Regions from separate parts of the Macaca mulatta genome. Here region 1 is linked to region 2. The links are chromatin contacts, called in public Hi-C maps. All regions are on one chromosome and are shown on one strand. Each heading gives the region's core, a stretch centred on a gene start, on an enhancer-like site or on the middle of the called end of the contact. The rest is flanking DNA. Distances are from core to core; before and after follow the strand shown.

Region 1 (6,976 bases), core at 1,241-3,740, 61 kb after region 2:
GACCTCAGGTGATCCACCTGCCTTGGCCTCCCAAAGTGTTGAGATTACAGGTGTGAGCCACCGGACCCCATCCCATTTTTATCACTGCACCTTCTAGAAAGCCTAAGATTACATTTGTGCCTTACGTTGTTTTTTTATCAGACAGGCCCTACTGTCATTATCAATACATCGGACCTCCTCACCTCAATTTCATCCATTCTACTCTCTAAGCACCACCTCCTATCTTTGCATCTCACTCCATTACCCAATTCCAACAATTCTTCAACACCAACAGGACCCACGAGTCAATGATCCAACCACCTTTTCGCGGTCTCTCACTCCCCATGACTTCACTTCCTCCATATTCAGTTTAAACTCCATGGTCTACCATTCTAATCTCTCTCTTATACCCCTGGAATCCCTTGCATCCCTTTCTTCCCAGTCTTTCCCATTGACGAGCAGTAATTAGTATCTTTATAACTGCTAAGCCAAAAACGTGGAGTCCACTTTGACTCTTTATTCTCCATATCCAACCTGTCAGTAAATCCCAAGGGCCTTCTAGGGACCACTGCCCATCATCAGTAATACTACTACCTAATCCAAACTGCTATCCTTCTCATGGATTATTATAATAGCTTTAACCAGTTTCCCTGATTCTGTTTTGGGCCCCCTACAGTTTCTTCTCAACACAAGCAACCAAAGTGATCCTTTGAAGTCAAATCTTAGCGCAAAATGTGGCTATGGCTTCACGGTTCACTTAATAAAAGCTGAAGCCCTCCGACCAGGCGTAGTGGCTCACGCCTGTAATCCCAGCACGTTGGGAGGGATCACTTGAGGTCTGGAATTCCAGACCAGCCTGGCCAACACGGTGAAACCCCGTGTCTACTAAAAATACTAAAATTAGCCGGGCATGGTGGCATGGGTCTATAATCCCAGCTACTCGGGAGGCTGAGGCAGGAGCATAATCGCCTGAACCCGGGAGGCGGAGGTTGCAGTGAGCCGAGATCGCGCCACTGCACTAAAGCCTGGGCGACAGTGCAAGATTCCGTCTCAAAAAAAAAAAAGCCAAAGCCCTCAAAATGGCCTGCATGGCACTACATTCTCTGGCCCTTTATCAGCACTCCGACAGCTCTCTCCTTTGCTTATTTTGCTCCTCATTCTAGCCTCTGGATCTTTGCACTTGCTGTTCCTTACGCTCTTCTCCCAGGGATCTGAAAGGCTCACACCTTCACCTCCTTCGGAGGTTTGCTAAAATGTCTTCTACCCAGTGAAGCCTTCCCCAACCACTACATTAAAAACACACAACCAGCACCCGTTCTCTAACTTCCTCCACTTTGCATTTCTCCATTGTGTAACATCACTTACATACCTTTAATTTTTAGTTTATTAATTCATACTGCAAAACAACTCAGTTCTTATCATGTGCCAGCCATTGTGCCTAGTTGCTGACAATACAGTTGAAAATAAAATAGACAAAAATCCTATCTTTTGAATCTTTTGAACCTTACATTGGGAGTGACAGGCAAAAACAAGGTAAATCAGTAAAATACGTGAGACAGAACGCTAAAGGAAAAAAAAGGAAAGGGCTGATTTTTGTGTCTTCCCTCCAGAATGGAAGCTCCTTGAGGATACAGATTTGTGTGTTTTTTCCTACTATATCTCCTGACAATAGCGCCCAGTACATAGTAGGCATTCGATCGAATTTTTAAAATGAAATACTAGGCAGTTACTCAGTTCCTGGGCACATTTCAACTTTTAGACAATAACACCAATTAAGAAAATCAGTTACAGCTAGGCTACGATTCAAGAGACAACTGTCACTCATCTTTGGGAGCAGGCCGTTCAATTCCTCAAACTCAAAATTATTTTATCGATTTCTACAGTTACCGCGGTGCACTGGCTCAAAAAAAGGGTTCATTAATTGACTGAGTGCTTTTTACTCCCAGCTAAGTCGACCAAAGATCACGGTAAGAGGCAGAGGGTCACAGTCGCACCAGCGTAACCCGTGACTGTACACGTTCCGGGCGGCCAGGAGCCAGGGCGCAGACCTCCGAGCCGGACCACCCAAGCAGCTAAGGAAAGGCAGTACACTAACCTCTCCGCCGGAAGAGAAGAAGGAAGGGCCAGGGACGCGCGCTTCCTCTGCAGGACTGCAGGGAAAGAGCCGCAGCACCAGTCTCTCACTACAGCAGCCACCCCATCTCCTGGAAGGGCGCTCCCTCCCACCCCCGATACTGCGCAGGCGCACTGAACTCTGGTCCCACTTAGCGGGAGCAACTCGGACCACGTGACTGTCTGACCACGTGACCCGCGTCGCCGCGACCTCTTCCGCTCCCTAGGCCCTGGGACCTCCCGGTCCTTACCTGCTTCCGGCTTTCGCTGCTTCCATATCCGTTCCTCTAGTCGCCTTCCGCTGTCCCCGCCTTCGTCCCCGGAAGATTGGGTCCTCTGGCCAGCCACTGTTTGCCGTTTGTACGGGCACCAAATAAAGTTTCTTTATTCAAAAGCACTTTTTTTTTTAAAAGCCACACTACCCCCATTCTCAGCTCCTCCTTCGCGGCGGTAACGCCTCTGTTTCTGCGGCGGTTGAGCGCCGATCTTTGCGGCCGGGATCGCGGAACGTAATGGCTGTCGTCCCGGCGTCTCTCTCAGGACAGGACGTGGGGTTCGTCTTACTTTTCTCTTCCCCACTTTTGCGTAAAGCTGGGCCTCATCAGGAGCCTGTGGGGACTAAGCGGAGGGCGCTCGCTCTCCGGTGGGCTGCGTTCGAGTCCCGCCGCCGGGCGCGGCTTCCCAGGACGCCTTTGCGGGTTTCGCGGACTGGCTCGGAGGCGAGGGGAGGCGAGGGGAGGCGGCCCCGGGGAGGGAGCCCGCCCGCGGTGGCTGCTCGTAAGGATCAGGACAGGGCTCAGCTTCGCGGTCTGTTCCTGGCGGTCACTTTTCATTTATTCACTTTAATGAACTCGCTTTGGGGGCGTTAAAATTCTCCGTAAGAGTTGGGGATCTCAGAGCTGTTAAGAAACGGGTTTCTTCCTGTTGATCAAATCGTAATCTCACAGTAAGAACTGTCTGTAGTTTTTTGCTTTATAGTCATCACGCTACAGATTCTTGGGTAAAGTTGTGGGTGACCGTGCAAATAAGAACATCCATTTGCATAAATTGGCCAAATTTATATTTGAAATTGGTCCTTACTTCAAAATATTGCAAAAGACGAGAACACTTTGAGGAAAATAAACCGCAGAAAGTAGGTTGAGGCCAAGAAAGTGGCGCCAATGGCCCAAAATTGAAGCGGGCACTGTTTCAGGTCCTGCAAGTATAGAGAGTGTCTCCTTCAATTTTGCGCCCTAGGGCTTCTGGCCTCACTCGATTCCTGGCCAGAGACTTTGCTCCAGAGGTGCAGGAAGTGTAGTAGTTAGGAAAACAGTAATACTTTCCAATTAAAGTAAAGTCTCAAAAAAGGACTTACTGTACCTACTGCCTGCGAAAATTCAAGTGGCAGTTGATTTAATATTCCTGCTTACCCTCTGAGGTTTTAGTGTTCTTTCATTAATGATTTTTAAAAATTAAATTCTGGTCAACGTAGTTACTATACACATTAAAACCTAATCACTGTTTTGGGTGGTACTGGAGGCACCGCAGAGTAAGAAAGTGTTTGCAGTTTTTTTCTTAGCTATCATTTGAGGAAACCTTTTGAAGAAATACCCGAGTTACAACCTAATAATTTAACGATTGTCTCTTGTGATCCGAAGATAAAAACACTGGTCAGCTAAGCTCTGTGCTCTATGTTTAAAACTGCACGGAGTTTCACCACCAAATAAAGCTTTGTTTCTACCTGAATCATGTATTTCCTTAAAATGATATAAAATGATAATCTGTAAATCTTGGTTTTTTTGTATGAATAAAATCAAGAATATCTTTAATTTTTTAATGCGGGTATAAGTTTTTCTTCATCTCCAGCTTGCTTCATTTTTGGACACTTCTATAAAATCTCTAATTTTTTGACTGGGAGAAAGACAGTAGCATGCCTTCATTTGCTTAGGGGCAGAATAGGATGGAAGGAGTCTATTGTGCAGATAGAGAAGGCAGAGAAGGGGAAAACCTTTGAAAAGAAAATTGACTCAGAATACAGACAGAATCGAGAGACACAGGCTTACAAGTACCTTTAATTATTCATGTTCAAACACGTTAGACACTTTAAAGTGGTTTCACATGCACTGCTTCTTTCACCTTTCTTAGCAGGTGACTTAGCAGATAGTAGTAGACCTGGGACAAGAGCCTGTTTGATTTCTAAGCTAATCCATTCCCTATCCTGTCACATTGCTAAGCGAGTTTCTGATTTAGGAAAATAAAAGCAATAGAATAGGAAAGATAAGAATGATTCAACAGACTCCATGGGAGAATCTGGGATTAGAGGCCCTGAGACAATTTGGCTTCCATGACATACCAGAGAAGTTTTCAGGTTTTCTTATGTCTTAATATAGTAATCACACAATACTTGTCTGCCTTTTAATAGTTGTATGAAGAGTTTAATATACATGAAATGTCCCAGAAACTAAAAGCCAATCTTCTAGTGTAGATGCTACTAAGTAATATAATGCGTGTGACTCTTTTTTCTAGATCATTTGCATATCTTACAATTAAAGACAGAATACCACAGATCTTAACTAAGGTTATTGATACATTGCATCGACATAAAAGTGAATTTTTTGAGAAACATGGAGAGGTAAGAATTGTTTTAATTTTTTGTTAATTTCTCAACAGAAACATAATAAATAGTTATTGAAGGCATCAATTTTCCTTTAAATGTAAAAATCAATAGATGGGCCAAGTATTTATTTGGTTTTAATGTAATACATTGAAATGGAGATAGAACAGCCAATCTTTAATTTAGAAAATAATTGTGTTCCAACAATTACTTCTGTCAGTTATTTAGACCTCAGAATGTATTTTCTAATATATTTAATGTTGTAATTGGTGAGTAGGCAACAGACTTGCACTTGACTTAGCCAAGTGACTAAGCGATTGAGTTGCTTAGAAGAGCTTTTTAAATTTCAAGTTTAATTTGAGTTGTAGTATTTATATTACTAATTTGAGATCTTGAGTCCTGGAAGTTCAAACTGCTATGCAAAGCTCAGTGATATGAATTATAATTGATTGACACATTGTACTGATTCAAGTTGGGACTCATTAGCATTCAGTGCAGAATAGGACGTTAGAAATCACTTTGTCCATTCAGTTAATGGATGAGGAGAAATCCAGATAACTATGTTATGTTAGATATAGGTCTTTAAACTTGTAGGTTCAGTAATCTTTCTATTACACAATAGACTATAAAAGAGCATGCATACACCAGTACATTTTTTTTAAGCGTTGAAAACAAAGATTTAGAGAAATGGTCGGTGATCTTTTCTCCTTGGCCAAGTTGAAATGGAGTGAGATAATACATACACAGTTTGAGTGTAATGTTCTACTTCTTTCAACTTCTTTTATATTTTTTGAAACTTCTTTGAAACGAATCCTGGCATAACACAGGGATCACCTATTGTTCCTTATTGCTAAAATCCAGCTTAATTCAGACACTGACAATTCTATTGATGAATGGTTTTAATGTTTATCACATAAACATAATTTTGATAGCTGACATACTTTTATCACACAAGTATAATTTAGCCAAATTTGGATAGTTCACTTTAGTGTTTGGTCATATACGTAAGCAAATTACCGTAGTACTTGTGTTTTTGTTGTTGTTTTGTTTTTTCGTTTTTTTTTGAGACGGAGTCTCGCTCTGTTGCCTGGGCTGGAGTGCAGTGGCCGGATCTCAGCTCACTGCAAGCTCCACCTCCCGGGTTTACACCATTCTCCTGCCTCAGCCTCCCGAGTAGCTGGGACTACAGGTGCCCACCACCTCGCCTGGCTAACTTTTTGTATTTTTTAGTAGAGACGGGGTTTCACCGTGTTAGCCAGAATGGTTTCGATCTCCTAACCTCGTGATCCGCCCGTCTTGGCCTCCCAAAGTGCTGGGATTACAGGCTTGAGCCACCGCGCCCGGCCCTGTTTTGTTTTTTGAGACAGGATCTTGTTCTATCTACTAGGCTAGAGTGCAGTGGCGCAGTCGTGGCTCACTGCAGCCTCAAACTCCTAGATGCCAGCGATTCTCCCAGCTCAGCATCCTAAAGTGCTGGTATTACAGGTGTGAGCCACTGTGCCTGGCCCCATAGTGCTTTTGTAATTTCATTTTTTTTACCAGAGTGATCTAAAATGTAGTAATTAATGAAGTCTTAGTATATTGCTACTTGGCCTGTATGCCCGTAATCATCAGGTAACTGAAGGCAGAGTTTCTTGTCTCTCCAGCCCTATCGCGTTTCACACTCTACTGGACACAGAACAGGATGTAAATAAAATGTTGACACAGATAAAGTCTGCTTTTGGTAGCCTTTCTGTCCTTTTTTCATGCCTCTATTATACCTATGACTGCTCTCCTTGGGCCTCCTGTGTTCTCCTAGCTCCCTAAGCCCCCACCTATAGCAGGGCCAGGCTTACCTCCAAAGGAGCCATGCCACACAGTTTTCTGTCTTCCCCCACCTCAGCGGTCAAACGTCCTTCCCCTTAGACTACCTGGTTTGGCAGATGTGTGTCTCTTGGAGACAGGGCCAGGCTTTATTCATCTTTCTCTGGTCCTGAGGTTAGTGTCAGGCACATACAGGGTTCAGTAAATGTTTGAGTTCAATTCAAGTAAGTGAACAAACTGGCAGTGACATCACTCTTAATCCATTAGCCTTTGTAGGTATATGTTTCTGTAAAAGGGTGCCTGATACCCTATAAAACCTCAGTTGTTGGAATTTATGGTTAAAGAGTTGAAGTTTAAGACTTTAGGGTAGAGATTTGGAGGAGGGGGAGTTCCTCTCAAAACAGTCAGCCACAACTTCTTTTCTTCTATTTCTGAACCTGCAGAATCTCTAAAGCTTCAATCTTTTGTTCTAGCAGCAAAATAAATTCT
Region 2 (7,404 bases), core at 2,541-5,040:
GAACACTGAACTTTCTTAAAGTGACACTCAAAGGCATGTGATGCATACCTCAAGCATGTGAACTGGGGGTTATGAGTTTGAGCATAAATACGAGCCACCAAGTTGGCTTCTAAAATGGATCTATATGTCTTGTGCTGCCAACTCCTTGTAAGGTTCTGTGACTACTGATTCCATATCTTAATGGCTCTATCAGCATTGTAAAAATACTGAATCTTATTTACTATCAATTCAAAGTAATATTTTAATTGTTTAACAGTTTAATTTGCTAGTTCAAATTATAACCTACTTGAGCATAAAGAAGATTTTAGAAATACTCTTGGTCTAATGCTTAGAACGCTTACATTTTTTTTTTCTTCAGGGAAATAAAAACGTTCAATTCCCTTTTAGGTTTTCAGGGTCATGTTCAGAGAGCCAAAGAGCATACGAAAATAGAAAAAGTGATGATAAATGACCTTTGTCAGGTGCATTTGGCATTTTATGGTAAAAAAAATTACCAGTAAACCAGTTGTTTCAATCTTCCATTCCTGTGCAGGCTGGTGCCACGGGGCTTGCCCAGCTTTTCCAAGTTCCTACAGGGAAAGGTGAGTGGGGCTACAGATGAAGCACCAAGAAACAGTAACAGCTGGCAGGACAGTCCCCATCTCTAAAGCTGCTGATCCCAGGCCGATGCTACAGATGAGCTTTAGGTATTTCCTTCTCTATTTTGGTAAGTCTCAAATTGAGGAAAGCACATCCACTTACTCAGGGGCATGCTGTGGGTACTTGAAATCACAAGATTATAAGGTACATCTCTTTATGGGGTTGGGGTGAATACATTTTCTTTTCTAATAGAGATGGGGGGTCTATGTTACCCAGGTTGGTCTTGAACTCTTGGCTTCAAGCAATCCTCCAGCCTTGGCCTCCCAAAGTGCTGGGATTATAGGAATGAGCCACTTTGCTTGGCCATGAACACATTTTTCTATTATTTTATATTGTCTTACAAAAGTGCAGAGTTTGGAGGTTACTATAAAGTTCATACTAAAGTTTAAGACAAAAAAGCAGGTGTCACCGTGGCAGCTTTTATTTTATAACTTAAAACATGATTATGTTTATTCTCTGCTGCTAGGTTGCTGAGCATCAACGTATTTACATCCCCTTTGAAGAGAAGCTTTAAAACTGGCAAGTATGCAGGTGGACTGTATGACACAGTTTTAGGGGTGTAGACTACACTCCACTGTAGACTACTCCACTGTTGACTCTCAGTGGCACTGGCGTATCACTTCTTGCACTTATGATGGCTTCAATTACTGGCCAATTCTTTGTTTAGCAAATAAACTACAAGTTTATTAAATGAGAAATGCCCAGTTTAAAAGGACGTCCTATTAGTGGTAAATTACTATGCTCTTAAAAATTGCCTTCTTGTCCAGGAGCGGTGGTTCACCCCTGTAATCCCAGCACTTTGGGAGGCCGAGGCGGGAGGATTGCTTGAGCCCAGGAGTTCAAGACCGCCTTGGGCAACATGGCAAGACCCCTGTCTCTTATTAAAAAGAAGAAAGAAATAAAGAAAAAAATGACCTTTTAACAGTCTGAAAACATCCTGGATGCACACCAAGATCATTCAGAATGCAGTGGAATTTACCTTACCAATTTATAATTTTGGTTTGTGATAAATTAGACAAATGAGAATTAAAATGGCATAATCCCAATTCCGTATTAAACTTTCAGGGTACTCCCACACTAAAACGCTAGTGGTGTGTACAACTAGCCCTGGCGCTCCAGCGGGGGTCGGCATAGATTTACATTAGCAAGGACACGGCAGCACGTTTAAGTAATCCCAGAGCCTCCCCCCTCCCCGGGGTTCTGATAATTCTGACCTTCTTTATGCTTTTACGCTTTATTTTACTAAAATAATACCGTGAGAAAATGAATAGAATCGATGCTCACAAACTCAGTGGGCCCATTGTATGATGAAAGAGCTAATGAACAATGCAGCTGGGGGAGGCGGGGAGCGAGAGCCGGGTTATATCCCCAAGGCATAATTAGGAGTTCACGTATTCGGGTGGAAGTTCCTGCAGTAAAAGGCGTAGCTGCAGCTTCTCCTGGCCCAGGCACTCTCCTACTCTGCTACCCTCGCTTCTTTATTGCCTCTTTTACTACCAGCTAAAAGCGGCAAAACCTAGCTTCCTTTGCAGCTTCTGGCTAAACACTTCTTTCTTGCGGCTTTGTTTAAACAAGAACGATTTAGGGGTTTCGCTACAACGAGAAAACGACGCCGGCCCCGGGAAGCAGCCTCCTCGCCTCGGAGTCCGGTCGGGGGGTGCGGGCCGCGCGGGTCCCACGCCCCGAGGCTAAGCAGCCGAAACCACAGCGCGCTCGGGGCCAACTCGGGTTGTATCGCTGGCGCAGATCGCACGTCGGGCGGAAGCTCGAAGCCGCCGGCTCAACGCGCTCAGCACCTGGGACTGGGCCCGGCCTGCAGCCGCAGGGAGCGGGCGACAGGGGCGGCGCCACAAAAGCCGACGCGTCCCCAGCCCGCCTGAGCGCGCCGCAACAGCCACCTCGCCCCACCCGCCCCGCGGGGCGGGGGCCTGGCCAGGGGCGGGGCCGGGGGCGCGGCGCCGGGGCCCTCTGGCCCCCTCCGGTCTCGCCGGCCACGCCCCCGGCCCCGTCCCTGTCCCCGTCCCCGAGGGGCTGAGGGGGAGGGAGGGGCGACGCACTCCGGCCGCGTTGCACGCTCGCCGCTTCTCTCAGTCCCGCGTGCGCGCGCGCGCTCGCCGCAAGTCCCGCGGAGTTTAACACAATGCCGACGCCTACGCCGTGCGCAACGCCCCGGCCGGCGCAACAGCCCCGGCGCCGGGGGCGGGGGTGGCCCAGACAGGGAGAGGGGATGAGCGCGCGCGAGAGCCGGAGACAGCGCGAGACCCGAGGAGGCCGGAAGCGCGCGTGCGCGCCCCCGCCCGCGAGCGGGAGGCGGAGCCGCAGCAGTAGCGGCAGCAGCTGTAGGAGCCGCTGCAGCTGGGAGAAGCGCCAGAGAGGCCGGGCCTGCTCCGGTCGGACCGGATCCCTCCCTTCCCCCTCCCTCCTCCCTCCCCTCCCCCAAACCCACTTCCGCAGCTCGCGGCCTTGCCGCCGAAGCAGCAGCGGCGGCAGCAGCAGGAGGCGGCGGCGAGGCGTCGGAAGGATTACGCACCTGACGGGCCCGCCTCCGAGGGCTCCAGCGCGGGACGCTCACCGGTCGCCGCCGCCCAGGGCGCACTTCGCGGTGGCGGTGGGAAGGGAGGGACCGGCCACGGGGAACGGAACGCGAATCGCCCCCCTCCCCTTCCTCCCTCCCTCCCTCCGATCCGCCGCCCGCCCTCTCGGCTTCCGTCCCCTCCCCCTCCCTCAAAACCCCGGATGGAGCCGCTGCCGACTCGCCGCCGCCTGGCTCCGGGGGATGGTTTTGTCAAGCGGCCAGAGCCCCGGCGCCAGGCGCAGCCGCCGCCGCCCCCGCGAGGCGCCCCTGCCCTCGCTTCCCAGAACCGGGTCCCCGAGTGGCCCGAGCCCTCCGCCTGCCTGCACCCGGAGCCCTGGGACGAGGGTCATTCGGCGTCTTTGTTGCCACTGCCGCTGCCGGAACCGTTTGCGAGCTCCGGTGGCCCCCGCCCCCCCCTCCGCCTTCCCGGACCCTGGGCTGGGGGTGGCACGTGGGCACCGGCCCCGGGAGGCGGAGGCGGTGCGCGCTTACCTGTCGCCGGTGCTGCTGCGGCGGGGGGTGTGGAGGAGGCGCCGCTGGGCAGCCTCGGCCGTGCTGTCCTCCCCGCCGCCGCCGCCTCTGCCTCTCGCTGCTGCTGCTGCTGCTGCTGCCGCCGCGGTCGGTGTCTCCGGCGCGGCGGCGGCGGCGGCGGCGGGGCTTTTCCTGTCCGGTTACGTTAAGGTCACATGACCGAGAGAGCGGAGAGACTTGTGCACAGAGGCTGCGAGCGGCTCCCGCCGGGGGGGAGAGGCGGCGAGAGAGCAGTGGCGGCAAGAGCCCCCTCCGCCCCCCCCAGCCGCTCCCCTCCCCCCGCCCGCCTCCGCCTCCTGCTGCTCTGCCGCCGCCGCCGCCGCCTGCAGCACTCCACTGCCGCTCCCACCCAGGCTCCGCGCTCTGCTCCAGCCAAACTTCTGCAGACCATGTGCAGCCGAGGCGAGGAAACTTCTCTCCACCTATTGGGGCTGGAGGCCTGAGTCACAAGCCCCCTTGTTTACATAAAGTGTTTAGGTAGGACAAGTCCTTGAGATGCTCGGGGTAGAGATGGAGAGCCGCTGCTCGTATACTTCTGCCGGCTTCTGCTTGAGATCTTTTGGCCGTTACCCTTGTCCCTTGACTTTCCGTGTTTGTTTTAAACCGGGGAGATACTGTAAACCAGTATCTTCCTGTCACCAATGGTAACTGAAAGTCATGCCGAAGTACAGATGCCTGTACTGTGCACAGAGGTAGAGTTGCTTCCTTTTCCTTGCAGATTAGTTGAGCGACGTAAGATGTTTCTGTTAGGGTTGAATTTGATAGTTATTTCAGCAACTGGATTTTCGTTTTTGAAGTGTTGGCCTCCCAAAAATGAAAGTCTGCAACGCGTGTTTGTTAACAATTTATTCTCCTGTTAGGTTTTGGTCTTTGAGGTATGCATTCCAGTGTTGGCTATTCTGTTAGATTTAGAGGTTTGGAAAATCTTTCAACGGGGAGATCCTGAAACAAGGCAGATAAGTTAGAATTTCCTGGTCATTTTTAACTTTTTAAAGTTTTGGTTGTTGCCATTTTTCTAGAATTCGTGTGTTTTTTGGGGAAATGCAGTTTAGTTCTTTGAGGATTGGAATTTAATGATATCTTTACACATCTAGGATTTTTTGAGATTTAGAAAGGATATGGCTGCATTCTTAAGGAAGTGGAGGCAGCAGTTTCTGGGATACTCTGGTTTCAAGTCATGCTAACCTGGTTATGATGTCTAACCCATGTTGGTTTACACAGTCTGACCACCAGCCAATGCCTGGCACATAGTTTAAATCATTTAAGGCAAGCTTACCATCTTAAGACAATTTAATACATAGAAGTGTTCCTCCTAAAAATCTTTTATTTAGCAATGTTGTTATACCTGCAGGTACTGATGACTAATTCCTTCTTTGAAGACAAAATAAGCAGCTGTGTAGCTTCAGTGGCTCTCAGATGGATAATAGATTCAGTGTACACTTGCCTTGAACTTTACTGTTTTTTGATCAACTAGATAAGTGACTTTAGTGAGTAAATGTCTGCCTCCAAAACCAAATTCTGATCTTAGTATTCTACTGCAGCGCTGTCACTGGAACATCAAAGTTGGCCTTCAGACTGGCATGCCTGGTTCCTTGGATTGACTTGAGTATTGAGGTCCATCTCATCTTATTAGGAAACTAAAATGATGTTGATTATTTTGTAGAGAATCATAGAGATCTGTAGGTTCTTAATTCTTTTGGACTTTCATTCTGAAATTTTTCAACCTTATGGTGTTGGTGGAGTGCTCATGTGAAGAGTGATACTGATTTAAGAAAAAATAAAAGAAAAAGTGGGCATAACTAATGCTGAACTTGATACCATTGGGCAGAAATTTGCCTATGTGTGTAGAGTAATTGGTCTTAAGTCAAAGTAACTATGCTTATTTTTGAGATCAGAGTATTTCCTAGCGCTCCACTCTATAGGTTTATAGAAAGAAACCCAAGGGTAAGCCCAGAAACTGAGTATCAGTCCTAAAGAAAGCCTATCAAGTGCATCCTATTCTCTTCAAGAGCTGCTACTCGAATTTAGGACTGGGCTGGTTTGCTGCTCATTCTCTTGAGGCATAGGCAGCCACACTTGAATTTTGCCAAGTATGCAGATAATTCCAACTTGTAGTCAGGATCATCAAGTAATAGCATTATAAAGAGAGCTATACAGACTGTATATTTTCTACAACTTGTTGAAATAGAAACATTTATATGGATACATATATCTGCAAGGGTTGAGGAGAAAACAGCCGTGGCAAGTAAGAGCTAGTTAGTGTATTTCAGGATAAGGCCAAGGGAAGCTTTCAGTTCTCTACTAAGTCTCGTTGTGGGAAAGTCACAAATGTCCCTAGTACAGTAATAAGAAAAATAAAAAGGCTGAGCGTGGTGGCTCACACCTGTAATCCCAGGACTTTCAGAAGGATGGCTTGAGCCCAGGAGTTGCAGATGGGCCAGGACAATATAAGGAAATCCCATGTATTAGAAAAAATGAATTAGCCAGGCATGGTGGTGTGGGCCTATAATCTCAGCTTGGGAGGCTGAGGTGGCAGGATCGCTTTCAGCCCAGGAGTTCGAGGCTGCAGTGAGCCATGATCACATCACTGCACCCTAGTCTGGGCAACAGAGTGCGATCCTATCTAAAAAGGAAAAAAAAGTTAAATCACTCTTTGATTATGTGCCAATTTATTTTGGTATTTTGAGAATCTGGTAAATTAGGAATTCAGAAATAGTTTTTAACACTTTTTACTTCAAAGAAAATCACAGTGCAAGCAATCTGAGTGGATTCATCAAAAGATTGCATGAATATTCTGCAGTCTGGTGTTGCTGAAAGTTTTGGTTTGTGTTCTGCTGAGACACAACCATAAAAATATGCACTTGCTTGTATTCTGAAGAGAATAGTTCCAATGAGACTTGGACAATGAGCAGAGAACTTTTTTTTTTTTTTTTTTTTTTGAGATGGAGTCTCATTCTGTCGCCCAAGCTGGAGTACAGTGGCGCGATATCGGCTCACTGCAACCTCTGCCTCCTGGTTTTAAGCGATTCTCATGCCTCAGCCTCCCTAGTAGCTGGGACTACAGGTGCCCGCCACTATGCCCGGCTAATTTTTTTTTTTTTTTTTTTTAAAGTAGAGGCAGGGTTTCGCAATGTTGGCCAGGATGGTCTCCATCTCCTGACCTTGTGATCCACCTTCCTCAGCCTCCCAAAGTGCTGGGATTACAGGTGTGAGCCATCGTGCCCAGCCCAGAAAACAATTTAATAGTGCTAGATCTCTTGTGTTTGTGAGTGTGTGTGTGCTTAGGTTGAAGATGAAATTTCCTTTAACATTGATTAAAAAAAAATAATAATAATAGTAGGAAAAAATAAATGCGGTTTGAGTCCAAAGCAGCATTTTTCACTAATTTTATGAAGGAAGTCCTGTTGAGAAATTTCTTAAATTAGGAAAATGACATACTTTTACATGTTAAACATTAAACTCTAGGGCAGATAACCATGTCCTGTGTGTTGTGTATCAAGCTTAGTGTATACATCAGAAAAGATGTATTGTGAGAGTGTCTTACATTTCGTTGCTTTGGTCATAAAGTTTATAGAAAATGCTTGTTTTATAGTTGGTTGTTATTGAGACCAGAGTCCCTGAAGGAACTCCCTATGCTTTAGGGAGCTTTTTGTTTTAAA

What was found. A called contact is a pair of places that touch in the nucleus more often than the background predicts.
Region 1: a Hi-C map of fetal cortex germinal zone shows a contact between it and region 2, with 4 times the contacts expected there. The contact joins the promoter of DCPH1 here to the promoter of ZBTB2 in region 2. A contact is called at or near these places in 6 of 14 Hi-C or Micro-C datasets (CD4 T cells, blood, cortical neurons and 3 more).

The regions. Positions count from the first base shown.
Region 1 is chr4:70,173,300-70,180,275 of T2T-MMU8v2.0, forward strand. DCPH1 (damage control phosphatase 1) reads left to right here and starts at 2,491. Exons shown (of 5, transcript NM_001257928.1): 1 at 2,491-2,644; 2 at 4,597-4,702. The coding sequence starts at 2,604. It overlaps RMND1 (required for meiotic nuclear division 1 homolog), which reads right to left and starts at 2,207. Exons shown (of 12, transcript NM_001261698.1): 1 at 2,075-2,207.
Region 2 is chr4:70,110,731-70,118,134 of T2T-MMU8v2.0, forward strand. ZBTB2 (zinc finger and BTB domain containing 2) reads right to left here and starts at 3,791. Exons shown (of 3, transcript NM_001258066.1): 1 at 3,707-3,791.